2 separate regions of the Sus scrofa genome follow, and region 1 is linked to region 2. A link is a contact called in public HiChIP or PLAC-seq data. All regions are on one chromosome and are shown on one strand. Each heading gives the region's core, a stretch centred on a gene start, on an enhancer-like site or on the middle of the called end of the contact. The rest is flanking DNA. Distances are from core to core; before and after follow the strand shown.

What was found. HiChIP or PLAC-seq counts read pairs in DNA pulled down with a chosen protein or histone mark.
Region 1: a contact with region 2 is called in an H3K27ac HiChIP or PLAC-seq map of alveolar macrophages. The contact joins the promoter of LOC100514068 here to the promoter of NAT9 in region 2. A contact is called at or near these places in 1 of 47 Hi-C or Micro-C datasets (embryonic fibroblasts) and 1 of 2 datasets of contacts at active chromatin or transcription factors (alveolar macrophages).

What each region holds. Positions count from the first base shown.
Region 1 is chr12:6,618,585-6,622,449 of Sscrofa11.1, forward strand. It overlaps LOC100514068 (CMRF35-like molecule 6), which reads left to right and starts at 1,819. Exons shown (of 3, transcript XM_013980784.2): 1 at 1,819-2,083. The coding sequence starts at 1,855.
Region 2 is chr12:6,457,603-6,461,488 of Sscrofa11.1, forward strand. NAT9 (N-acetyltransferase 9 (putative)) reads left to right here and starts at 2,138. Exons shown (of 7, transcript NM_001195360.1): 1 at 2,138-2,145; 2 at 3,062-3,147. The coding sequence starts at 3,071. It overlaps TMEM104 (transmembrane protein 104), which reads right to left and starts at 1,977. Exons shown (of 10, transcript XM_003131226.4): 1 at 1,851-1,977; 2 at 1,074-1,220. The coding sequence starts at 1,118.

The sequences.
Region 1 (3,865 bases), core at 569-3,068, 160 kb after region 2:
CATTAGCCCAGCATATCCCCAGGGGCCGTGCCAACCCTTGACCTCCGCATAGGTCTGGTGGTCTGGACGGGAAATGAGGGCAGATCCTTAGGGGGTGATTGTGTCCTGGAGGTTGGCTTCCTCCCAGATGTTCACAGCCCTCAGAGTGGGGACTCACCATCTTCTAAGAAGGGGCTGGACCCCTTCTGCCAATCCTGAGGGTTCAGGGAGATGGGGGGGTGCTGGGAGAGGGGATCTAGTGGTCCAGGGCGTTGGCAGAGGTCCCAGCCCAAGTCTCAGGGCCTCACTTTTCCCTCTCAGGAAGCACGGGTCCTGAAACACTTGTGGCCAAGAATTTAACCCTGGATGAGGTTTCACTTCTCTTCAAATCCTGTCCTGGCCTGCTTTACAGCACAATGCTTCCTCCCGATAAAGGAAATGAGGGTCCCTTTAAATTCTTTAGGTGTTGACCAAAGGCATGGACCAGAGTGGCGGAGCAACACTAGTCATAATGGCCAAAATTTGACACTAATCCAGCACCCATCATCAATAGAATGGAGGGATTTGGTTTATTCACACAATGGCATATTACAATCAGAAAAAAAAAAAAAAAAAAAGGAGTTCCCATTGTGGCGCAGTGGTTAACGAATCCAACTAGGAACCACGAGGTTGCGGGTTCAATCCCTGGCCTCGCTCAGTGGGTTAAGGATCCGGCATTGCCGTGAGCTCGGATCCCCCGTTGCTGTGGCTGTGGTGTAGACTGGTAGCAACAGCTCTGATTGAACCCCTAGCCTGGGAACTTTCATATGCCTTGGATGCAGCCCAGGATAAAAAAAAAAAGGAAACAAACTCGGAAAGAGGCCACTCCTATGGTCAAAACCCTCTGTGGTCCCATTTCACTCTGAGTTTCTCTCTGACCTCAGGTCCGACTAATTTCTCTCCATTGGGTCTTCGGCAGCCTCATTGACCTCTATGCTGCCCTCGATCTGCATCATCAAAGGCCAAGACAGAATGGCTTCACGGGGTGGATTGCACTCTGTGTGGTCTCACCAGCCACACTTAGAAGGGCTCCATGCTTGGTTTAATGCTCCTTTGCTGCCATCCTGAAATTCTCTCTCTTTTGGCCACACTTGTCACATATAGAAGTTCGAAGGCCAGGGATCAAAACGGTACCACAGCAGTGACAATGTTGGATCCTTAACCCACTGAGCCACCAGGGAACTCCTTGAAATTCTTTCTTTCTTTCTTTTTTTTTTTTTTGTCGTCTTAAGGTCACACCTGAGGCATATGGAGGTTCCCCGGCTAGCGGTCGAATCAGAGATGTAGCTGCTGGCCTACACCACAGCCACAGCAATGCGGGGTCCTAGCCACAGCTTCTACCTACACCACAGCTCATGGCAATGCAGAGTCCTTAACCCACTGAGCAAGGCCAGGGATCCAACCTGCAACCTCATGGATGCTAGTCGGGTTTGTTAACCACTGAGCCACGACGGGAACTCCCTGAAATTCTTAATAATTCCAGAGTAAGGGCATTTTCATCTTGCACTGGGCCCTGCAAACAGCCGGGAAGGAAAGGCCAAGTCATGCCTGACCGCACCGAGGGCTCGCACCAGCCACAGGAAACAGGCTCTTTACCAAGGCGAGAACTTGCTCAGAAAAATCTGGAAGGACATTAACCCAGACTGGCATGGCTGTCTGGGCTCTGAGGTGCTTTAGAGAAGGGCGGGTAGGCCACGCACTGTGGGTGACGCGTGTGAAGGCCAGTAGCTGGCATGACCTTCACGGGGAAGGGAAACGGGAACTGCACATTCAAATGCGCTGCGTGAGGGTAAAAACTTCAGCAAGTTTTCAGCATCGGTATCATATGACCACATAATGTCCCAAGGCCCCAGCTTCCCCCATTTTCTGACCAACCATGAAAACAGCACCAAGAGGCTGATGCAGGAAGCAGAAAAGTGCCAAGAAAAGCAGAAGAGAGAGAGAGAGAGGGTGCATGGATCCTGCATGAAGAGGCTCCAGCCTTTGGACGCACCGCCGCTGGAGAGCTCCCCCTGGGGTCTGGCCATGCGGCTGCTGGCGGCTCTGCTGCTTCTCTGGGTCCCAGGTGAGCAGGGCTGGGCCTGGATGTGGGGAGGTCCATGCTGGCTGGTCAGGTGTGAGGCAAGGGCGGTGATTGGGAAGAAGAACTAAAGGCGAAAGGAAAAAGTGCATGAGGTGTGCATATAAAAAGCCCAGCTCATCACATTTCCTTATTGAGAAGGGGTAGGGATGAAACATAACAAACAAACAAACAAACAAACAAAAAAAAAAGGAGTTCCTATCATGGCTCAGTGGTTAACAAATCTGACTAGGAACCATGAGGTTGCAGGTTCAATCCCTGGCCTTGCTCAGTGGATTGAGGATCCGGCGTTGCTGTGGCTCTGGCATAGGCCGGCAGCTACAGCTCCCATTAGACCCCTAGCCTGGGAACCTCCATATGTCGCGGGTGCGGCCTTAGAAAAGGCAAAAAGACCAAAAAAAGAAAAAAGAAAAGAAATATAAAGTGCTTCCCACACAGTGGGCACATACAGTGCCCAAATAAGTCTGGCCACTTGAGTCAAATTAGTCCCATCGTTATCAAAACCAGGAATACTGTCTGGATACACCAGAGAGGAGGGGCAGGGGAGCAGTGAGCTAATCCTGATCGGAGATCACTGGATGACTGGATCCGGTAATTATGAAGCACTGTCACTGGATTACACGGTTTTCCCCTGCTATCGAATCCAATCTTTATCTCAGTCCTTATTCAAACAAGAGACTGAGACTCAGAGAGCTGCAAATAATTTAAGTCTAGATCAGCTCAAAAGACACAGCCAAGATTCAAAACACCCCGCCCCCCCACAAAAATTTTATTTCCAAGGTCACTGCTGTATTTATAAAATACCACCTCAACGACTACTAAGCCCGCTTGTGAATATCAGCTCATGTATCTGGAGGCCCTGATGCAGGACCATTGTAGGGGCCCTGGCTGACCCTGGGGGTTCTGCATGGGGCCCTGGAAAGTGAGATTGCGAGGCACTGTGGTCGGTCCTGGTCTGAGAGTTTTTGTAAATGATGGTGGAAAGAGAAAGTCAACGTTTTTTTGTTTGTTTTTGTTGTTTTGGGTTTTTTGGTTTGGGTTTGGTTGGTTTATTTGTTTTTTGAGGGGGCCGACGTTAGGGAGCTAGCTCTAGCGTTGGAGTCGGGGACGGGGATGCCCATGCTGGTTCAGGGTTAGGGTCTGGCCGGGTGTCAGAGGAGAAGGAGGCTGCGGGGGTAACTCTGAGGGTCCCTCACAAGGTTTTTGATCCAGACCTGAGGAAGCAACTCCCGGGTCTAGGACCGTCGTAGGTCCCTGCCAACCAAAAGTGGAGGCTGAGTCCGCGGTCGCCCCGCCCCGCCCCGCCCTCAAAATCGGGATGAACAGCGCGTGCCCAGAACAGCAGCAACCGCACAGAGAGGGCTCTGCGCTGCTGCGCCCACGCCCGCGGAGCCCCAAGCCAGAGTCTGGAGGTTTTCCGGCTGAGGTTCCCGAACCTCAGCCCTGTTGACTTTGCCGCTGGATGGCGCTGTGCATGTTGGGGGTGGGGGCTGAGCTGTGCAACGTCGGAAGTGTAGCAGCATCCCCGGCCTCTACCCACTGGAGGCCGGTCGCATCCCCCTCCCCCCTGCAATTGTGACCATCAAAAATGTCTTCAAATATTGCCAGATGCCTCCCCGCCCCAACCCGCCTCGGATGGCCGGACAGAGAGGAATATCACTGCTGGTTGGGAACCACTGCTTTGGGGAATAGTGATAGGAGAGGCAGACAGCGTCCTGAAATAGAATATAGGTCAGCCGGCTGCTTGAACTTGCTGGACAATAAAGT
Region 2 (3,886 bases), core at 888-3,387:
CCTCGCCGCTAGGCTTACAGCTGTTGTAAGATGAAGCAGGAACCTGGGTGATTTCTATGGACATGTCCTTACTGATCCCAAGGAGGCTGTGAGCTGTTACACAATCCCACACATGACATGAGAGGGACACGAGTCCGCTCATTTCCAGGTTCAAGACAGACTTCCCTCATAAATTACAGAGATGGAGGAGGTGCCCCTGGTGCTACACAGGCAAGGCACAGATCCAGCCGGAAGACCTAGTGGGAGGAAGAGTTTGGACCTGCTGTTCTCAGCCATGTCTCCTTAGCTGTCACCCCACAGCTCTGGAGTCTGTGAGGCTGGCTAGCAGAAACAGATCAGGGATCCCCAGGCCAGAAAGGTAAGTGCAAAGCAGGGCAGCTGTTTCAGGTTGGGCACTTTCTAGAAGGAGGACTCTGGCTGCTTAAGGCAGTGCTGCCTTTCCTTGGGATCCTTGGCAGCAACAGGAATCAATCATTCGATTATTCCAGTCTTCCTGCTACTTATCCGTGATGTAATCGTGACCAATCTTCTACTACACAAAGAAGATAAACTGAACGTGTGTGTGCGAGGGGTAACACAGACCCAAGAGAGGGAGAAATCAATCATTCTAATTGTTCTAATTACAGACTGCACCAAACTGCATTGGAGGTCTCTGTGAGCTTTCTCTGCCTCTTACGCCATCCAAGACTATAAAAGTTGTGCAACTTAAAATTCAGCTAAGAACCATAGTGGTTGCAGACTGCTAAGATGAGCAAAACCCAGAGTCGACGGCCAACAGCCACTGTCCATAGGAACTGGCCGCATGGGCTGAAAATGGTGGCAGTCCTGAGATAAATACCATAAAGAGCTAGCAAGAGGCAGTTTGGTTTTCTTGACCACTCTCTGATGGACACTCAAACAGGGACCAAACCTGCCTCTCACAATATGGTCACCGTGGCTACTGCTGGATGGGGTCCCCAGACTCCAGCTCTGAAAGCGCTGGGCTCACAATTACAGTCCACAGGAAGCAGCGTGCTTCTCTAGAAGCCAGAGGCACCGATGTAGGCAAGACAGGCTCCCAAAGTAAAACTCACGTAGGGAGAATAGAGCTCTCCGGTCTCGGTGATTTCACCCGCCATTTCCAAAGGTGAAGAAGGGTCCCTCGGTAGCCAAGCTCCCCTCTGTGCGGTGGTGGTGGTGGCGGTGATGGTGGCGGTGGTGGCGGCGGCTGCTGCGGCTCCCTAAGAAAAGAGCAGGCTTCAACTTTCTGATGGACCTAAATGCGGGTGGGGGGATGTCTGCAGAGCCGCTCCCTTCCCATCGTTTAATCAGACATTTACAGCCTCGATATCTGTCACAAGACAGCCCGGAGGGAAGGGTCTCCCTGTATGATGACTGAGTGGTTTCTTTTAACTTTCTCCTTGCTGAGTAGTTTCTTCTAAATTTCTCCTTGCTGTGCAGGCATGAATGTATTCCAAGCCGCTCAGACTCCAAGTGATTTAGGACGCTTCAGAAGCCACTAAGTCTCACCCACTACAAGGGTCCCCTTTACACACTCTGGATAACCCCATTTGATGCCGGAACAGCGAGCTCACTACCACCCAGGGCAGCTAGTGACTGTCTGCCTCCTCCGCCTAGGGCAAAGAGTTGGAGGTTTTCTTAGGTCGCCGACAACCCAACTCTTGCCCCAAAGCCTCTCCTTCTTAACGAGGCCTCCACTCCACGTCCCCCGACCTGCCTTAGGGCTCCCCGCACTGCCCGTCTTCTCAAGAGCCCTCCTCCGATCCTCTCCCCCATTTTCTCCCCCCTCCTAGAGAAGCCTCGAGTCCGGCACGACCCCAGTCCATCCCACCCTCCGGCCGGCCCGACACCTGCAGCGCAGCTTGCTCCGAGCCGCCGCGGCCACCGCCTCCAGCCCCTGGGTTGCTGCCGGCGCCAGCTGTCCCGCACCAGCGCCTGCAGCGCGCATGCGCCCGCGCCGGGAGCCCACCTTTTCTGCGCGCGCCTCGGGCGGGGCGCGCGGCGCTGATTGGGCGAGGCGCGCAGCGCTGATTGGACTCCTCGCGGAGGCGGGACCGGGATTGGGCCCCGGCGGCTGCCGTCTGCGTGGCGGAAGAGGGCGGGGTGCGGTGCTACGCGCATGCGGGAGGAAAGGCCGTCAGCCAGGTAGGAAAGCGGGGCTGGGTGGAAGAGGCGTTTGACGCCTGTTGGGGACTCATTCTTCTTACGAGGAGTGGGTGTGAACTTGGTCGTCCCGGGGCTTCAGTGGTTGCGGGAGTTCGAGAAGAGGAGCCTATAACTCCTCACAAAGGGGAAGGGACTGAGGCCTTGGGCCTGTCTCACCCTAGCGCGGCCGGGGAGGCCCAGACGGCTTGGGGGGCAGGAAGAGGGAGGGCGGGAGCCTAGTGGGGTGGTCGCTGGGAAATAGGTTTAAGACAGGGCTGGAAATTGATTCTGGGTGGAGTCTCAAGACTGGGGCAAGCAAGGGGAATTTTGTTGACAAGTCTTGCTGTTAAGGTGTGAGGCATGGACGTTCTGGGAGATGGGGTGGAAAGGATGGGCAGAAAAGGCAGCCCATGCTTGGCGCCTTGGCATGCGAGCCCAGGATTGTTTAATTATCTTTAACCAGCTTGGTTCCCCTTCTTGCAAGGGGAGTCGTGTCCTCTGAAATGTTTGGAAAGAAAGACGGAGAGTTCCCGTTGTGGCTCAGCGGTAACAAACCCAACTGCTATCCGTGAAGTTGCGGGTTCCATTCCTGGCCTGGCTCAGTGGGTTAAGGATCTGGAGTTGCCCTGAACTGTGGATGCGACTCGGATCCTGCGTTGTTTTGGTTGTGGCTGTGGTGTAGGCCGGCAGCTGCAGCTTGGATTCAGCACCTAGCCTGGGAACTTCCATATGCTGCAGGTGCGGCCCTAAAAAGGGGAAAAAAAAAAAAAAAAAAAAAAAAAGGAAGAAAGAAAGATGGAGGTTCTTCTAATAACTTAGCCTCAGGAGGCATTTAGTGAATTAAGAACTGGGGCTCCCGCCTACTCTAAGTGGAAGGAAACTCAGGGTCCTGAAATCTTTGCCCTCCCCCCCACAGGCTGCTACCATGAGGTTAAATCAGAACACCTTGCTTCTGGGAAAGAAGGTGGTGCTGGTACCCTACACCCCGGAGCATGTGCCTAGGTAATCATTCACCTGACACTGGGCACAGGCCAGCTGTCCAAGGTACAGCGAGGAGGTCAGCCTGCCTTAGCCCAGTTCTCAGGGGTTGTTTTCTCTAAGAGGGAGAAACATTGATGTGAGAAGTAGTTACAGGAAAAAAGTGAAAACCAAAGTCACCCATCCCCCTGTTTCCTCCTTTCACCCCCTCAGCTTCCTTCTTGGCCTTTTGGCCAGGAATAATTGTATGTAAACCAAATGTGTGCAAGGAAAAAAAGGTATTATTTTCTCGTGTAGTTATTTATCAATGAGTACCGTTCCTCTGGCCAGTGACTGGGCTCGATTCTTAGAGACTAAATGTTAGTGTGTCATAAACCTGAGCCGATGGGTTGGTGTGATGTCTGCTGTTTGAAAGGCCGGGACTGAGTTGCAGGGTGGGACTCTGGGGCTTGTTGGCAGATGTCTGGTGGATGAGGAGGTTGGTGCTGTAGGCGGGTATTTTTACTTGTAGTTTTCCTTTTGGGGAGTCCCATTGCCCACCCTTGTGGAGGTCGGTCCAGCCTTCTTTGCGGAGTTCACCTTGCCACTCTTTCCCCTCAGGAATCTGAGGAATGTTTAGCTCCAGACTGCTCCCCCGTATTGACCTCTGAGACAGGAGAGGAAGCTGGACAGAAGGAACTGGCTCCTGCTATTCTCTTTGGGCGTAGCCTGCCTCTCATTCTCGTGCCCGTGGACTTCTGCTATAGGAGCAGTTTTAACCCTT